2 separate regions of the Mus musculus genome follow, and region 1 is linked to region 2. The links are chromatin contacts, called in public promoter capture Hi-C maps. All regions are on one chromosome and are shown on one strand. The core of a region is the stretch at or near the end of the contact, and the rest is flanking DNA. Distances in the headings are between cores, read along the strand shown.

The links. Promoter capture Hi-C pulls out the DNA fragments that hold promoters and counts their contacts.
Region 1: a contact with region 2 is called in a promoter capture Hi-C map of cranial neural crest. The contact joins the enhancer-like site here to the promoter of 1110004F10Rik in region 2. A contact is called at or near these places in 3 of 39 promoter capture datasets (cranial neural crest and liver) and 1 of 115 datasets of contacts at active chromatin or transcription factors (large pre-B cells).

Annotation. Positions count from the first base shown.
Region 1 is chr7:115,623,982-115,627,208 of GRCm38.p6, forward strand. The region is part of intron 7 of Sox6 (SRY (sex determining region Y)-box 6); the gene reads right to left. Among named protein-coding and RNA genes, the nearest start is that of Gm51455, 130 kb to the left of the region's middle. Within about 2 kb of position 1,535, at least 53 of the 459 cell types and tissues checked have an H3K27ac peak or open chromatin away from gene starts, as enhancers often do. A contact at or near this core is called in liver, where this site is marked.
Region 2 is chr7:116,091,743-116,095,041 of GRCm38.p6, forward strand. 1110004F10Rik (RIKEN cDNA 1110004F10 gene) reads left to right here and starts at 1,638. Exons shown (of 5, transcript NM_019772.2): 1 at 1,638-1,783. The coding sequence starts at 1,721. 1700003G18Rik (RIKEN cDNA 1700003G18 gene) reads right to left here and starts at 1,407. Exons shown (of 4, transcript NR_029433.1): 1 at 1,320-1,407.

The DNA of each region.
Region 1 (3,227 bases), core at 285-2,784, 470 kb before region 2:
GAGATCCTAGGGAGGGCTGAGTTGGTTCCAGCCTGGACAGCTTCATCTTTTCCAGTAAAACTACCAGCAAAGCCATTATGTCTTAGAGACTGAATGCTTTATGTCACCTGGGTAACTCTAAAGAGCCTACAAGTTCTGTCACAGCATATTTCCTCGAAAGGAAAAAGCCGGCAGAGTTTGATATGGTTAAGCACAGCAGGGCAAATCTTGCTTCCTGAGTCATTTCCTTCCCAGGGTTCTGTGCAATCCCTTCTTCTCAGTTCCAGTGGGAGAGAAAGGAAAAGCTCCCCTCTCCACTCTACACACTGGTCTTCTGTCCTATCTTCAAGGAGAAATGCATGTGACTAACAGTGCTCCAGCATCCTGAGGGCATGGCCTGCAAGCTGCACTGGACAGCAGTTCTAGGTCAGGTTTTGATTTTTCAGCTCCCCTCTTCTTCCCCAACCTCAGTTATTCACTGTGAGAGTTCAAGCCTACTACTGACTACATACCAAAAGCACAGCCTGATGAAGCTGGGAATTGCTGTGAGCCTCCAATGAGCCTTCAACAAACCTTTCAAAGAGGACTCGCCATCGAGTTAGAACTGCCTCATTCAGTGTCTTTTCATACAAACTCACTGCAACAACTTAACACCTCATGCGTAGCACATGACCACTGAGACGGACCTGAGTACCACTGTCTGATCCTGCTTGCTAGCCAATTAGCAAACACAGGAAAAGCAATGCCTTCCATTTACCACTCTACAAAAATCTAAAGTATGTTCTGCCAATCAGTTACCCAGCTAGACCACCCATGGCTGATTTTTTTTTCATTCTTCCACCTTGGAATAATATGGGAGGAAATTTCGTGTGTGCTGTCCTCTTCCTGCATTTTCCAGCTAGATTAAGCTGTTGTCTATGCAATTGCCTCCCAGCTGCCGTGACTTATGAAAACAACAGACCCTGCTCTGTTGTCTGGAGAAAGCAGGGTTGTTATGAGTAACTTTATTGCAGGCACATGAGTGTGTTAAGACTTTAAAACACGCTCAAATGTCATGTGCACACCCAATGACGGGCAAGAATAATGATGAAAAAACAAGAGATCTATGTCTATGAAACCGTGTTGGACAAAATGGGCCATTCATTGTGTTCCCCTGGGAATGCCTGGACTCTGCAGTCAGAAAACAAAAAAGGCACTTTTTTCCTGCCGTAGGCTGAATGCTTAGCTTTGCCATCTGAGCCATAAGAAAACACGGGCCCCTCTGCTGCGGGTGCACCCACACACGCTAAAAAATAGTAATGCCTCTCTTTCCTGACTTTTTTTTCCTTTCCAGGCAATCCCCTCTGTGTAGGCTGTAGCCAATATAATGTCAACACAAAGACAAAATAGTTTATCTTACAGCAGTCCCCAACAATTTCCCTCTTGTCCTCAGCTAATTGCCCTTCCCCCAACATTCAAAAGGAAAAGCAAATAAAAAGATAACCTTTACTCCAGTGGTGAGCTTAGTATTGGCACAAATTTTATACACAGCAACGTCCCTTGTGTTTCCTTGCATGTGGCTACTGTGAATGCTCCACCACATAAGCCAGAGGACTTGTTTACCTCTGCATTTTGCCCTTCTCCTAGCAAAGCTTCTGGGGCATTTTTGCTAAGTTTGCCAGCTTCTCAAGAGCACCCTCTTGTCTCCACATCAACTCCAAGGCATCCTTCCTGCCAGTGTGTTTACATATATTATAGGATGGAATGACAAATGAACCTCCAGGTCATTTTAGCCCCAAAACATCTTAATGTGCTTATTTTGCTGGAAGTTCAAAGCTTTTGTGCTTTATTGCAATTTTCGAGCATAGTCGTTTTATATAAATAGACAAGGTATGTTATTCAGTGATTTTCCTAGATGGATACACTTGCACATTGATGGTCCACTGTCGATGCTACAGTAATTTCCTTGGCAGCTGAATCAGCAGAAAGAATAAACAAATTTCCAAGAGTAAGCTTCTACCCAGGATCTTCAATCTTGAACCCTCTTAGTACACTCCAGGAAAGCAATGGAGGAGTCTTGCTCCACGGCAAGGTGTGCAGGAAGGTGTTAGAGAGCAGATGGAAGGCCATCAATCCCACCTCATCTTCCTTTCTGGAACGCAGCTCCCTGCTCTTGAATTCCCACCCAGCAACCACTGAAGGCGCCTGGCAATAAACTGGGGGCAGACTGCAGGCTTCTGTGGCTGTTTCTAAGAGTTTAGCACAGCACACATACGCCAACCCTGTGACTAGAGGAAGTGTTTGAAAACTGTTCAACATGTGCCTTGTTTTTACATAGTGAGCAAATGGCTTGGAAATGCAACAGTTGAGAGAATGAGATATACATTTTGTCTGACAATAAAAGTTGGTTATCTTTTGTTTAGCTAACTAGTGTTAAGGTAGCAGGCAAGCCTAAAGATAGTTAATTGTGGGTGTGTGTATACATACCAGAGGACACAGGGTATATTTAGCCAGCCTACTGGTTGTTTTGACTGCTCTGAAAGCAGTTGATTTCATGGACTAAGCAGTTAAGTTTGAATCTATGACTGAATTAAGGAAGTCAGAAAGCATTTCAGAAACTATCTAGTCGCTTAACACTGGGTCAGTTCACTTACTACTTAATTTAAGTCTGCTGTGGCTAGAGACACTCACAGAAAAATCATTCAAGCCACGGTTAAAGCCAGAGCATCAGAGAAGTTGGTGGCATCAAATAATCCTGATGAGAGCTATGTATATCTCTGAATGGGAAGAGCTATGTGGTCATCAGCCTCCCTGCAGAAGGAGGAGATACCTCTCCAGGGGGAGAAAGCATACCAGGCCACAGTCTAGAACTAGAGTTCAGCTTCAATATTTCTCAGGAAAGGCCTGGGGCTAGGAATGCCTGTAGCACTCTGCAGAGAGGCCCAGTCACAAGAGCACTGAGAGAAGACCTCACTGAGGTCCAGGGATGACGATGACCAGCCTGCTGGAGCCACTCATGAAGTATGAGAGTTTGCTAACTTACAGACCCCAAACCTGGACCAAAGCAGCACACTGACCTGGTGCTCAAGTCCTAGTGACAAGGAACATACATTAGTCCTGTCTCCTCTGCTGAAAGATAACCACTGACAACCTTGCCGAGCCATCAGAGCAGCTCCGAATTTGTTTTAACAATTCAACAACATCACCATTCCTCATTCATCCACTTAGCTTAATTTTCCTAGCATCACTTGCAATGCTGAGGTTGTCTC
Region 2 (3,299 bases), core at 388-2,887:
TTTATATAATTTATTTAAAAGCTAGTCTCTGCTTCAAAAATAAAGGAATTGGATCTATGACTGCATAAATTAAGAAACTGTCTTCCCTGTGTGCATAGCTCTAAGTCCTGATGTTTGGGATAGGGGCGGGGGGTGGGGTACTGTTTTTATTTTATTTTTATTTTTTATTTTTATTTTGAGAGGAGGTCTTACTATAGACTCGGCTGACAAACCACACATTACTTAGAAGAGGATGATCTTGAATTTCTTATCTTCCTTCACCACCTCCCAGACACTAGGTTCACAGGCATAGTCAGGTTTCACTTTGGGCACAGTTCTATCAGTGGTTCATCGTCATCTGAAATGTAGTTCAACTAGAGTAACTGCTGAGCACAGACACTGACAGGTGTCTCATAGACCACTCGGTATGGGGACTTAAGACTAGCCATGTACTGTTGTCATACTATTTGTTTATACTTGAAAAAAAAATCTTTTTAAAAATCAAGGCTGGAAGTCTTCAGAATGAGTAAGGGCAAGAAAGTCATCCTGACAGTATGTCAGGTTCACCTGTGGATGCAAATTCAGCTATAACATACAGAAGTTTATCTTCAGTATCTGAACACTGGACTACAAGATCTTGCAGGAAGCTTAGTTGGGGCTGGAAAGGGAGCAGGGAAATGAGGAAAAGGGAACTAGAAACAAGATTGCAAATGGGAAGGGCAGCGAATGTATCCATCCTAAGGGGGCGGGGTGGGGGTGGTCTCTTGCAACTAGACTGAGGAGACAGTTGAAACAGGTTGAGACTGCTACTGTATTGTAACTTTAAAGGGGTTTATTATATAGGAAACTTACCCCCCACCCCCACCCCAAGAAAAATAATAAAGATACAGGATTTTTTTTTGGCAGACAGACTTCAGTCGATGAAGTTTCAAATAATATCTACCTTAAAAAGGGATCAGAGAGTTGGGTCACTCTTATCTAGAATACACTAAGCCCAGTGGAAAACGGTCCACAATTCCTGAGGGGTGGAGCTGTTTAGAAAAAAAACGAAAAACAAAACAGCCAATTAACAAGCCTTCAGCTTCACACTGAACTCTATTCAGTAAGAAAAGAAAGGAAGGAAGGAAAGGAAGAGAATGAAGACGTTAGAATATCCCGTGTGAGCAGTAGAGACCACACATTAGGCTGGGGGAAGAAGCCATGTTTTAGGTTTTTGTCTTGGGCCGAGAACTTGTATTCAAAAAGCCTCAAACATTACACTTAAGTCTATGTGTTTAACTATGATGAATGTGTTTACTAACAGGGCAGAACCTCACACACACAAAAAGGCGAAAACCCACTCTAGGTCTGTCTGTGGCAACGAAGCTCTCCGCCAACGATCACCACCATACCCATCCACGGGAAAGCTCCCTCTACACGCCGAAGAAAGCGTAGCCTCCGAGGGCTCTCCCGCCACGCCGCGCGAGATGCTTCGCTCGGCCTCCTGGGAAATGTAGTTTAAGTCACTGAAGACGGCTTAGTCAGGCCAGTAAAGAGTGAGTCCAAAAAAACTACAACTCCCGGTGTGCTCCAGGGTGACGAGCGGCCGCAGCAGTGACGACTGTAGCGGTGAAGGGCCGGAGGGGGCTCTGCGTTCTGGAGTGGCGCTGCTTGGTCCGGCGGCTGGGTGAGGGCTGCTGGTGTCGCGTTTGAGGAGAACTGCGAGTGTGTTTGGCATATCCCCGTCAGGATCCCAGCTACGATGAGTGCTGCCCGGGAGTCTCACCCGCACGGGGTGAAACGTTCAGCCTCCCCCGACGACGATGTAAATAACAATGGATGAGGGTTGAGGCCTAGTGAAGGCTGGGGTAGGCCGGGAAGGGTGGATGGAGGAAGAAGCGCCCGAAGGAAGGGGGCGCAACGAGGGATGTCTTCCTTTTCCTACTAGAATCTGAAGGATTGAAGAGGCCCTGAGCTGAGATACAGAGACCTGCGTAGGAACGGGGGTTGAGGAAGGAAATCCTGAGAAGGGTCGAAAAGGAAAAAGAGCTTAATCGAGATGTCTTTGCGTTTTGGGAAACCGGTGAAGCTCATTTCTTAGTCATTTCAGGATAGATATGTCATAGTCCTGACATTGGTCTAAAACGCTCCTCTGGCAATCGCGAAATGTTCAGTCACATTTGGACAAATTTTCCAGCCCGAATCCTTTTTTGCAGTGTACTGGTAATTGCTGCCCTAACTACACCATTCTTAATAAACAGAGACCAATATTAAGCCGAAGATTGTGGTAGACAGTTTGGGGATGGAATAATGGCGAGGTCAGAGGGAGTGAGACCCAGAAGCGCATTTTGATGTCAGATACCTTTTTCCTGCCCTCTCATGCCTTCAGCTCATCAGTTTAAATAATAAACTGTCCCTTATTAACCTGTTCAGTACTGACTACAATGCCAGATACTGGAATTGAAGATTAATAAAGAGGATGCTTATATTTGTCTTAGCTCTAGCATAGTGTTTAGAAACTGCAGGTAACTTGTAAAATTAGGTTCTTCTATAATGAAATCCCTTGGAAACATTGATGGGGAAGTTGGTGGGAAGGGGACATGAGGAAGTCATCTTTGAGACAGATGAAAGCTGGTCTCGCTTATTCATACACTGTCAGCTTCAGAATTGTAACTTTTAGTGCAGTTTGACATCTTTCATAAGTCCTTTGTGAGCCATAAAAGGTTCCCTGAATTATTTTGTAGTTAATGAGAGAATACTAAGAACCACACTCCTTTGGTTGGAAGATGGGGTGTGGACCAGAATTGTAATAATAGAATAAATTTTAGCCTTGTGAGGAAGATTAGTAATCAATTAAAAAAGAGTGGAGGGATGACTGGTTGTCTGTGAGATTAATTCATGTCCCTTGTCTTCCCTGCGACTGGAATTTAGATCTTCCATTGTTAATACCGCCATTCTGCATTGTTAGGAATTTGTCTAGGTTTTTTTAGTGATCTAGATTGTAGATGTAAAAGAGCTGTTACATTGTTTTCCTCCCAATATCAACTGTGAGTTGATTCCGAGAATGTCACACATTCTTGCTTTGATAGACTCAGAAATAAAACAACTTTTTAGCCAGGTGAACTTTGATATATTTCAAATCCTATAACTGTTGTCTTGATAGTTGATTTATAGGTGATTATAATTGCATTTTCAAGATTGGGACCTGTGACTTTACCTATACTATCATAAAGACGACTGTGTTGTTGTTGTTATGCTATATACAGTAATGTGTCCCTTAACAGTGGTTTTCTTAACTCAGTTTCCATTATATATGGTTATTATTTTTTCTGCTAACTGGA